Linked DNA regions of Oryctolagus cuniculus: region 2 is linked to region 1. The links are chromatin contacts, called in public Micro-C maps. All regions are on one chromosome and are shown on one strand. Each heading gives the region's core, a stretch centred on a gene start, on an enhancer-like site or on the middle of the called end of the contact. The rest is flanking DNA. Distances are from core to core; before and after follow the strand shown.

Region 1 (5,399 bases), core at 1,115-3,614:
CTTCTCAGTTAATCAGTCTTCCCGGGGCATCAGAATAGCGTGGTCTGTAACTCCTCAACACTACTTTGATAATAGACACCTTCTCCAAACTACAAACTAATTCTTGTAGTTTTCAAAGGAATTGAATCTTTTTTTTAAATTATTTATTTTGAAAGGCGGAGTTACAGAAAGGTAGGAAGACACATACACACACACACAGAGAGAGAGAGAGAGAGAGAGAGAGAGAGATTTTCCATCTGCTGGTTCTCTCCTTAGAAGCTGTAACCCCAGTGCTGAGCCAGGCTGAAGCCAGGAACTAGGGGCTTCATCTGGGTTTCCCATGTGGGTGCAGGAGCCCAAACACTTGGGCCATCTTCTACTGCTTTCCTAGGCCCATTAGCAGAGAGCTGGATGGGAAGAGGAGCAGCCAAGACTCAAACTGGTGCCCATATGGGACCGCGTTGATGCAGGCAGCAACTCTGCCTGCTGCACCACAGTGCCGGCCCTCCTAATTCTTTTAGAATAAATGCTACAGTGGTTACATTTCCCCAAACCTTAGAGCCCTTAACTGAGCCCTACATGAATGCTACCATCTAGGTGAAGGAGATGACAGAGAGGAAACAAAGAGACCTCAGGTTCCTCTGAATAAGTCTTTCACCACAGCATGGTCAGATCTGATTTGAAGACAAAAGGGGCAGCAGCATGGCAGGAATTCAGGGCAACACCTCTGGGGGTGCCCAAGTGTGGAGGTAGAACAAGTGTGTTGCCAGAGGGGCAGAGGAAACAAGGCTGAAAGGGAGGGAGGCTTATCCACTCGGTGCAACAGCCATCCTAGCCAGGAAACCTGCAGAGGAGATTTCTACAAGCAGGACAATCAAGTTGGGGGAGGCAGAGCTTGCTTCTGTTTCGCTTTGCACACTCTGTGACTTGCTTGTTTCTGCACGTTCAAATGGTGTTCGATTCCAGGTAAAGGTTCCCATCCCGCCGCCCTCCGGACTTGTTTCCTCACCTGCAGCACCATCTCCTCCTAGTGTGCCAGGAATATTCTACAAGAAAAACGAGTGCAACCTACAAAGGCTATAGTTAATTCCAAAGATTACATTTGGTTTCAGAAAAGGATTTCTCATCGATTTCTGATTTTGAAATTGGGGCTGGTTAACTGAGGGCCTTTCCAAAGGTCTAGCCACCAGGCTGCTTCAAGAGGAACGACAAATAGGAAGAAAACTTAACGCTGAAAACCACGTGTCTCCCGGTAGGAAGTGCATTACCACTCGGTTTCCCTGAAGGGAACTTTCGATGTGACTGTGACACTGTAAACAGTTCCAAATGCCCGATGTGACATCCATGTATTTCCTTGCCTCACTTTGTAACAGAGCGGGGATTCCCTTCTTCTGGGAACACAGAGTAAAGAATCTCTCCTGCAAACGTAAACAAAACCCCACAGGGCCCTTTAACAGTCCAAAGCCCAGAAGGTGGGTTCTGATGTCAACAAAGTAGACCTGAGAAGGCAGCACTCGGCACTGCCGGGGCCTGCAGGTGGGGCAACGGTGAGTCTGGATTTCAGGGCATTTTGGAAAAAATCCACTCCCACTTGGCCGCCCTGGATGGGTGGGTGATGGGCAGGTTCTGCGGCCGCGCCTGGTTCCCGCCCCGTCCCCGCCCGGAGTCGGGAGCAGGCCTCGGGCGGTAGCTCCTCAAACTCCGACCGCATCCCACCCCGCGCCCGGCCCCAGTCTCCGAACCGGGCACCGGTCCCCACACCGAAATCTGCAACTCCCAGGCACCGCGCGTCTATCGAAGATCCCCCGTCAGCCGCATTGTCCTCCAGAGCCACCCAGAGCTTCACCCGAGACTCCAGGTTGGGGGGGGGGGGGGTCCCTGACCTCCCGCCATTTCTGCTTGTCGCCGCAGCTCACAGCAAGAGCAGAGAACCTCAAGGTGACACCTCCTTTTTGGCCGGCAGATCTGGGTTCTGGGCCCGAGTTCCCGGGCACCAGAAGCCCAGCGGCCAGGAAGCCGCGGCTCCCGGGCCCGGCTTCGCGGTCAGAGCCGCGCCGCCTTACCTGGCAGCGGCACACGATGTCGGCGTCCTGCGCCAGCAGATCCACCACCTTCCCTTTGCCTTCGTCACCCCACTGCGCGCCGAGCACCACCGTCACCCGATTGCCTCCCGGCTGCGCCCTGGGCCGGCCGCAGTCGCCGTTGGGCAGGGAGGATGCTGCCGGGTTGGTCTCGGCGAACGCCATGGCTCCGCTGAGGCGGCGAGGACAGCCCGAAGGGGACGCGGCCAACGAGGAGTGCGCGAACTAAACCGCTCTGCGGCCGCCAGCCACATGCGGAGGAAGAAGGAGCCAGAGGCCGGCCCCGCCCCCGCCCCCGCCCCGCCGGGCCGCCACCCTCCAGCCAGGCCCCGCCCCGCTCTCCGCCGCGGCCCGCTCACGGGGCGACCACGACTGCCCCGCGCAGGCCAACCTCGGCAGCACCACCCGCACAACAAGCCCGCCACCCCGGGGCCGAGGCCGCGCCCCTTCCGCGGCCAGGCGCGCCACTCCAGCGCGGACCCCGCGAGCGGAAGGGGCAGGGGCGGGGCTTCAGTCGCGCTTCACCTCCAACGCCCCGCCCACTCCCCCGTCCTCCCGCTTTCAAACTTCAGAGGCGCGGAGGTGCGTCGGACTACAGCTCCCGGCATGCAGCGCTCTGGGCTGCGGCGCCGTAGTCCCGTGCCCCGGTGTCCCGGTGTCTGCCATCTGCCGGTTTCCGTCTCTGGAAACGTTCGTTTTTGTTTTAAAAGATTGATTTCTATTAAGGGCTGAGATACTGTACATAGAATGAAAAAGGTGCGATTTTAAAATGCAAACAAGAAATGAGAACGTGTACCTTCAGGGATGGAAAGTAAAATTCCACAGTAAGAGCAGAGATGGAGGCACAGGTCAAAAAGGGCAAACTCAAAAGTAAGGCACAGGATATTAGCTCAGGAAATCTAGAGATCAAGTAGAGCCCTTACCCTTCTTATGCTACACGTTAGTGATAAAGGCTCAGGCTCCGAGAGGAAGGAATTATCTGTTAATTATGTACAGATGAGAGTACACCAGTAAGGTCATAGAAAAATGGAGGTAAAGCGCTAGTTTATGATGGCGCAAAAAATTTTGAAATCCTTGCATAGTTTTTTCATAACACATTTTCCACGAGCTTCTTCAAGTGCTCCTGTACTATGATGAAATTCTGAATTCCTCACAACCTTGCAGATACGGTAGGTGATACTATCTTATCCTTATTTTGCAGGATGAAAGCGAGGTCGCTAGGTAGGCATTTGGAGCAGCAGTAAAGATGCTGTTTGCGATGCCCACATTCCATATCTGAGTGCCTGGCTTAGCTTCCCAGCCCGCCTCACTGCTAACGTGGTTCCTGGAAGGCAGCAAGTGATGGTGCAGGTGCTTGTGCTAGCGCCCATGTGACAGACCTGCGTTGAGTGCCAGGGTGCTGGTTTCAGCCTGCTGCAGCCCCAGATATTGTAGGTATTTGAGGAATAAACCACTAGAGGAAATTCTCTCTCTCTCTCTCTCTCTCTCTCTCCTCCCCCTGCCTCCCTCCCTTTCAACTTTCCAAATAAATAATTTTTGTTTTGTTTTGTTTTCAAGTCAATGTGTTTTTAATTAAAAAATGGAGCTGTTGCACAGCTGGTTAAGCAACTTCTTGGGACACCTATATCCCACATTAGAGTGCCAGTTGGAGTCCCAGCTGTTGTTCTTCCAATCCAGCTTCCTACTAATGTATCCTGAGAGGTAGCAGATGATGCTTCCAGAGCTTGATCCCCTGCCCACCCACGTGGGAGACCCAGAGAGAGTTCCTGCCTCCTACGTTTGGCCTGGCCCAGCTCTCACTGTTATGATCATTTGGGAAGTATATGGGTAGATGAAAGATACTTCTTTCTCTCTCTCTCTCTTTCTGTCTCTCTCTCTCTCTCTCATTCTGCCTTTGAAGTACATAAAAATAAACATTACAAAACATTTTAATAAAAGCTAGGTAACTTGATGCAGTGGGCTGTGAATTGGTACCTAGACAGAGCCCAGAGCCCAGTCCCTTACTGAATAGCCTACTCATTACTTCTAAGTGCCTTTCAGTGCTAGATTATAGAGTATGTCTACTGTTGACCCTTTCAGTTGCACAGAAATTAACTACACATCTCATTAAGATAAAAATTGCTTGGGAAAAGGTGGGAATAGAATCGTGTCATATGTAGTGTCTCCCAAATCATATACGACACCACATTCTCTAATGATCTTTCAAGGCGTTTCAGTATTTTTTTTTAAGATTTATTTATTTTACTTGAAAGAGTTACACAGAAGAGAAGGAGAGGCAGAGAGAGAGAGAGAGAGAGAGAGAGAGAGGTGTCCACTGGTTCACTCCCCAATTGGTCACAACGATCAGAGCTGTTCCAGTCTGAAGCCAGGAGCCAGGAGCTTCCTCTGGGTCTCCCACGCGGGTGCAGGGGCCCAAGGACTTGGGCCACCTTCTACTGCTTTCCCAGGTCACAGCAGATTGTAGCAAGTGCCCAGTGTTGAGCATGCAGTAGGTGCTCAATAAGCAACGCATTACTCTTCAGCTCTGCTCCCTTTAGAAGTCTGTGGCAGCACGCTTTGCTCCCTGGCACGCTCTGCAGGAACGCCTTTGCTATGGCAGTGGTGCTGGAGTCTCGGGAAGAACTGGGCGAAAACCTACACTCAGAAGACGCCAGAGTCACGCCTTTCCGCAAACCTGGTTTACACTTGCGCGCTCCCGCCAGCCGTCCGGCCTCCGCACACTTCCTCGCGCGGCTGGACACGTGCCCCTGCCCTGGCGCGCCTGTGCAGCCCGCAGCCCCGCCACCGCGCGGAGCCCAACGGGCACTGGTGAGGCCGTTGGGCCGAGGTGAAGCCGGTGCCATGGCGACCCCGGGAGTGGCGGTGCTGCTGTCGTGGCTGAGCTGCTGTGGCTGGGCCTTGTGGAGGTAGAGAGACGCCCCGTTCCCGCACCCCGTGAGTCCACGGCCCGCTCGCCCTGGCAGTCCTCGTGCCAGAGGGTGTTGCGGGGCCTTGGTGTTGCGGGGCCTTGGTGTTGCTGGCCCCTGGCCCGCCAAGAGCCCTTAGGGATTCTGCTTTCCCGCTGCGGGACCCCTGGGCCCTAGAGGAGAACAGTGAATGGGAACCAGGAAGGCTCTGGCAGTGGGCAGGGAGGAGGCACTATCCCAAGGCAGCTAGGGGGAACCAGCAGCCTAGGCCGAGTAGTTGCTTTCTAAAACATAACCACCATGCAAATGGAAGGTGCGTTGACTCTGGGGGTAACGTGCTCCAAGTTCTGGAAGATTCACCAGGCAAATTTGACTGTTGTTCAGTATGTAGTGCTGGCAGCGTTGCAAAGGGTATGGAATTGTTTTAGATGGC
Region 2 (5,863 bases), core at 3,177-5,676, 560 kb after region 1:
GGTCTTGGGACAGAGCCTGTTAGGTAGGGGAAAATGCTGTATTCCTACTCTGAGGAGATTTCAATTATTTCCGTACAATGGAAGCAGACATGGTGTGGGGGGGAGACTTTTTTGACTGTCACTCTGCAGTATTCACACCACTTACCCTTCCCACTTAACTGGAATGTTGAGTAACCAAGCCAGCTACCTTCAGAAGAAACATTTTCTGTGTTCTCCATGGGCACTCCACTGACGCCTGTCTGAATAGATTTAATTCACTGCACAAATTCAACTATGCAGAAGGCATAACCTGTACATATCCATCTGGTCCCATAGAATATCGTCCATCAGCTAAGTTTCTCAAAAACAGCATTCTAGCTTTTCTGATTTAGCCCTGATATTCCGAAATATTCTCAAGTGGGATTAAAAATAATTTTATGGTTCTGAGTTTCTGAAAATTGCTGAGATACCTAAGTGAAATAATGCTTTGGCAGTGTATAATATTACAAAATCACTCAAGCTGTAGTTCAGAAGCAAAATATATTGTAAGGAAAAAGCATGGTTATAGTTTGCCATTGACCAAAACAAGCTAATAATATTAAAAAAAAGAGTTAAAATGTAATATGGGGGCTGGCGCTGTGGTGTAGCGGGAAAAGCCTCCACCTGCGGTGCCGGCATCCCATATGGGCACCAGTTCGAGACCTGACTGCTCCACTTCCGATTCAGTCTCTACTATGGCCTGGGAAAGCAGTAGAAAATAACGCAAGTCCTTGGGCCCCTACACCTAGGTGAGAGACCCAGAAGAAGCTCCTGGCTCCTGGTTTTGGATCGGCCCAGCTTTAGCCATTGCAACCGTTTGGGGAGTAAAACAGTGGTGGATGATCTCTCTCTCTCTCTCTGTCTTTCTGCCTCTGCCACTCTGTAACTCTGCCTTTCAAATATATAAATAAATAAATACTTAAAAAAAAGTGTAAGATTTCTACAAAGACAGTGGAAAGTTGAGTCAAATATCAGTATAGGAGCCTGCATGTGGCACAGGGAGTTAAGCCACTGTTTGTGACACCAACATCCCCTATTGGAGCATTAGTTCAAGTCCTGGTTGCTCCACTTCTTATCCAGACCTCTGCTAGTGAGCCTGGGAAAGCAGCAGAGGAAGCCCCTGCCACTCACATGGGAGACCTAGATGGAGTTCTAGACTCCTGGCTTCAGCCTGGGCCAGCTCTGGCCATTGCAGCCATTTGGGGAGTGAACCAGCAAATGGAAGATCTCTCTGTCTCTCTGTCTCTCTCTTTGTAAATATTTATTTTATTCATTTGAAAGGTAGAGTTACAAAGAGAGGGGGAGAGAGAGAGAGAGAGAGAGCGCGAGCTAGCTCTTCCATCCATTGGTTCACTCCTCAAGTGGCTGCAATAGCCAGGACTGGGCCAGGCTGAAGCCAGGAGCCAGGAGCTTCTTCTGTGTCTCCCACACGGGTGCAGGGGCCTAATAACTGGGCCATCCTCCAATACTTTCCCAGGCACATTAGCAGGGAGGTGGATTATAAGTGGAGAAGCCAAGACTCGAACTGGCACCCATACAGGATGTTGACATCACAGGTGGTGCTTTTTTTTTTTTTTTTTTTAAGATTTATTTATTTATTTTGAAAGAGTTACACAGAGAGAGGAGAGGCAGAGAGAGAGAGAGAGAGGCCTTCCATCTGCTGGTTCACTCCCCAGCTGGTTGCAATGGCTGGAGCTGCGCCGATCTGAAGCCAGGAGCCAGGAGCTTCTTCCGGGTCTCCCATGTGGGTGCAGGGCCCCAAGGACTTGGGCCATCCTCCACTGCTTTCCTGGGCCTTAGCAGAGAACTGGACAGGAAGTGGAGCAGCCGGGTCTCAAACTGGCGTCCATATGGGATGCCAGTGCTTCAGGCCAGGGTGTCAACCCACTGCACCACAGTGCCGGCCCCAGGTGGTGTCTTAACCTGCTACACCACAGCGCCGGCCCCCCTCTGTCACTCTTTCAAATAAATAAAGAAAAAAAAAAAGATCAGCATAATGCAGATGATTTCTCAATGGCACTGTGGACCTTTATTTTACTATTTGGGTAATCATTTTTATCTGGAAATATTTTCAGCATTGTGTACTTTTATGTGTAATCAGCTAATTAAGTAGTTGAGAAGTATGTCCTAAGCATGTCCCCAGTTAGGCTGGGTACTGAGGATATAGAAAAGGTGTGAAAGATTAAGCTCTGGTCTTCAAAACTAATGAGGGGGGTTAGTTAATTTACTTTTTTTTTTTTTTTTTTTTTTTTTTACTCACTGAAGCCTGGAGCAACAGTATGGTAAATGTGCTCTAGGAGTTGAGAAGCAAAGATTGATGTGGTTTGGAGTAACTTAAAAAGCTTTGGTGATTAAATTTAGTAAAATAGCTAAAAATATTGTGGGAGGAGTTTGCAGAGAAATCTGTTTTTTTTTTTTTTTTAAAGATTTATTTATTTATTTGAAGGGCAGAGTGACAGGAGAGAGAAATTTCATTTGCTGGTTCACTCACCAAATGGCCTCAATGGCTGGAACTGGGCCAGGCTTGCTTCTTCCGGGTCTCCCACAAGGGTGCAGGGCCCCAAGCACTTGGGCCACTTTCCATTGCTTTCCCAGGTGCATTAGCAGGGGGCTGACTCTGAGGCAGAGCGGCTGGGACCCTAGTGCTCCCAATATGGGAGCAGGTGTCACAAGCAGTGGCTTAACCCGCTGGGCCACAACACAGTTCAACTCTTAGAATAATAAATTGAGCTTTTAAATTTTTATATAAGAGTATAAGAGTTTCATTCATTTTTTTTTTTTTTTGACAGGCAGAGTGGACAGTGAGAGAGAGAGAGAGAGAGAGAGAGAGAGAAAGGTCTTCCTTTGCCGTTGGTTCACCCTCCAATGGCCGCGGCGGCTGGCGCACCGCGGCCGGCGCACCGCACTGATCCAATGGCAGGAGCCAGGAGCCAGGTGCTTCTCCTGGTCTCCCATGGGGTACAGGGCCCAAGCACTTGTGCCATCCTCCACTGCACTCCCTGGCCACAGCAGAGAGCTGGCCTGCAAGAGGGGCAACCGGGACAGAATCCGGCGCCCCGACCGGGACTAGAACCGGGTGTGCTGGCGCCGCAAGGTGGAGGATTAGCCTAGTGAGCCACGGCGCCGGCTCAGGGTTTCATTCTTATTAACCTGTACTGCCAATACTTACACACAAAAAAATACAATGCAAATGGACAAACTGCCTTACTTGCAATGAATGTTGTAGATGTGGATCTTCTCAACAAGTCCCCGTGAAGACTAATTCTTAATTGTTGATCTATGTATTATTTGAGATAAAAAAACTGAGGAGTTGTTCCAGGCACCAGGGACATATGGCTGAGTGAAGCAGTTCCCTCCTCTGGAGGGAGGAAAGCCATAGCAAATCAGCGTGAGAAGCTCCCTGAGGAAGGGGTTGAGAGGGCAAACTTGAAGGAGTAGGTGACCTTGAAGGTCATCAGCAGGACAAGCAGCAGGGGACAGCAGTTTGTGGGAGAGTGCCTGCTGGTGCACGGAGAGCTGGGGACAGGCATTCCAGAAAGAAAAAAGCCTGCCAACAGCTAAGCAAAGCCAGAGCAGTGACAAGTGAGCCCGAGAGCAGATTTGGAGTTTCCTACTTTCTTCAAACCCTTCCTTATTTATATGGAGAGCCTTTAAAAATAAATAATTAGCACACAATGAGTGTAGGATTTAAATATAAATGAATGTTAATGAGTATTTCTGGGTATTAAGAACATACTATATACAATTGGAATCATTTTATGTAAGCATTTATCTTCCAATACAAGCTATTTTGTGATGATTCAATTGTTTATATTCAAATTCACACAGAATGCTGATCACAGCACCAAATGATATCTTCAATAGGAAAATGCATTTTTTAAAGGATTTATTTATATGAAAGTTACTTAGAGGGAGACATGCTGATTCACTCCCTAGATGGCTGCAATGGCTGGGGCTAGGCCAGGCCAAAGCCAGGAGCCAGGTGCTTCAACCCAGCCTCCCTCATTAAATGGCAGGAGCCCAAACACCTGGGCCAACTGCTGCTTTCCCAGGTTGATTTGCAGGGAGCTGGATTGGAATTGGAGCAGCTGGGACTTGAACCAGAGCCCCTATGAGACAGGTGGTGGCTTTATGCGCTGTGTCACAACACCATCCCCCCAAATGTGTATTTTTATAATGAAGAATACAGTCAGTTTGCTTTAGGGCTTACTCAGATTACAGAACCAGAATAAAAGGAGCACTAAAAACTGTTAATAAAATCATTAAATATGTTGTATTTCGAAGGCCTCTTAAAAAGTTATGGTTACCGGTTTATAAATCAGTTTTATGTTACAAATTGTTTAGCACATACACATACACACTGAAATACATACACATTGAAATAGTTTGAATAAATGACTCGTTTGAAACACATCATCAGGATTTTATTGAAAGCTCTTTTTCAGAAGAAAATATCCTAGTGAACATAGCCTAAAAAGAAAAAAACTGCCATGACACTGTCACAGCTGCCGAGTTTCAGGAAAGCACTTTTGAAAACTCCTATGATAACAACGCAGGTCAAGCCAGATTTCACCAGAAAAAAACACATTTAAACGTATGCAACACCGAGCACAACCCAGCCCCATTTTTGTTGCTAGGAGAACCTTCTATTTTGTATCAGGCATCGCAGCCTTGACGACGCAATGTTTGCGCGTATTTTGCACATGTTTTTCTACAGCGACTCCTCTCCCGCAGTAATAATAGTCGAATGGCTCTGGTTTCCTCTTGCGCCCGGCCCAGTTTTTCCGTTGCAGCCCCAGTTCTCACAGGCGGCGGGGCGCTCGCTGGCTCGCTCGCTCCGGGACAGGGCGGCGCGGACCGGGGGACCAGCGCGGCTGTGAATGGGGAGGGAGGAGGCTGGAGGGCGGCTCGGGTCTGCCCCCCTTACCCCCCCAGGAGCTGAGCTCTTCACCCAGCAGCTCTGGCTGCGTTTCCAAATCGGCAGTTTGGGGAAAAGAAAAAAAAAAAAAAAGCAACGCCACGTCTTGCAAACACGAGGGGAGGGGGCGAGCACTCTGTGCGCGCGCGGCCCCCAAGGGGTGAGAAAGGAGGGGCCCGGAACCTTGTGAAATAAACTCCCCTAGACCCAAAGTCCCCGGGCTCGGGCCCCCGGGCTGGAGGGCGACACCGGGTCCAACGGCCGACCCGCCGGCGGCGCGCGCGCCCGAGGGTCGTGGCGGGAAGCGCGCCAGCTCCCAGTGTTCCCTCTACCGCCGCCCGGGGTCTTCCTTCCCCACGATTCCGAGCCACCCCGCCTCCAGGGTGCGCGGGGGTGCGCGGGGGAGGGGACCCGCAGGGGGCAAGGACGCCGGGACCGACGTTAACCGTTAACGGTGGGCTTCTCCCCGGCGACCGGCGCGGCTACAAGATGGCGGATGATAGAGAAGGTACAGGTAGGCGCGCCGAGGGGAGGGCTGCCCTCGTCGCCCGCTGCGACCCGGGGCTGTCCCGGCCGGGGAGGGGCGGGCCACCCTCCATCTTGTCCCTGCCGCGGGAAAAGGGTGGCCTCCGGAGGGTGCCCTCCCGCCCCCGGCCCCGCAGCCCGCCCGGGCCGCCGCCGGGCCCCGCCCCTCCCCTCCCCTCCCCCGCCCCCGCCAGCGGCGTCCTCCTCCCCCGCCCGCGGAGGCCCGGCCTGCTGCAGCGCGGGCTGCGGAGGAGGCGCCGGCCCGCGGACGCTGATAATGGCGTCGTTGTTCACGGTCGCCGCCGCCGCCTCCACACCCTGGTCGGGGTCTCGCTGCCGCAGGCGCCACACCAGCAGCTGTCCCGGCTGTGGGCACCGGGGGGCCGGCCTGGCCGGGGACGG

Evidence for each region. Hi-C and Micro-C count contacts between places; a contact is called where the count stands out from the background.
Region 2: a Micro-C map of ear pinna shows a contact between it and region 1, with 5 times the contacts expected there. The contact joins the promoter of EFCAB2 here to the promoter of ADSS2 in region 1. A contact is called at or near these places in 2 of 6 Hi-C or Micro-C datasets (ear pinna and an unstated tissue).

Annotation. Positions count from the first base shown.
Region 1 is chr13:64,416,779-64,422,177 of mOryCun1.1, forward strand. It overlaps ADSS2 (adenylosuccinate synthase 2), which reads right to left and starts at 2,365. Exons shown (of 13, transcript XM_070055619.1): 1 at 2,043-2,365. The coding sequence starts at 2,225. CATSPERE (catsper channel auxiliary subunit epsilon) reads left to right here and starts at 4,676. Exons shown (of 22, transcript XM_070055618.1): 1 at 4,676-4,966. The coding sequence starts at 4,902.
Region 2 is chr13:64,973,600-64,979,462 of mOryCun1.1, forward strand. EFCAB2 (EF-hand calcium binding domain 2) reads left to right here and starts at 4,427. Exons shown (of 7, transcript XM_008268166.4): 1 at 4,427-5,444. The coding sequence starts at 5,426.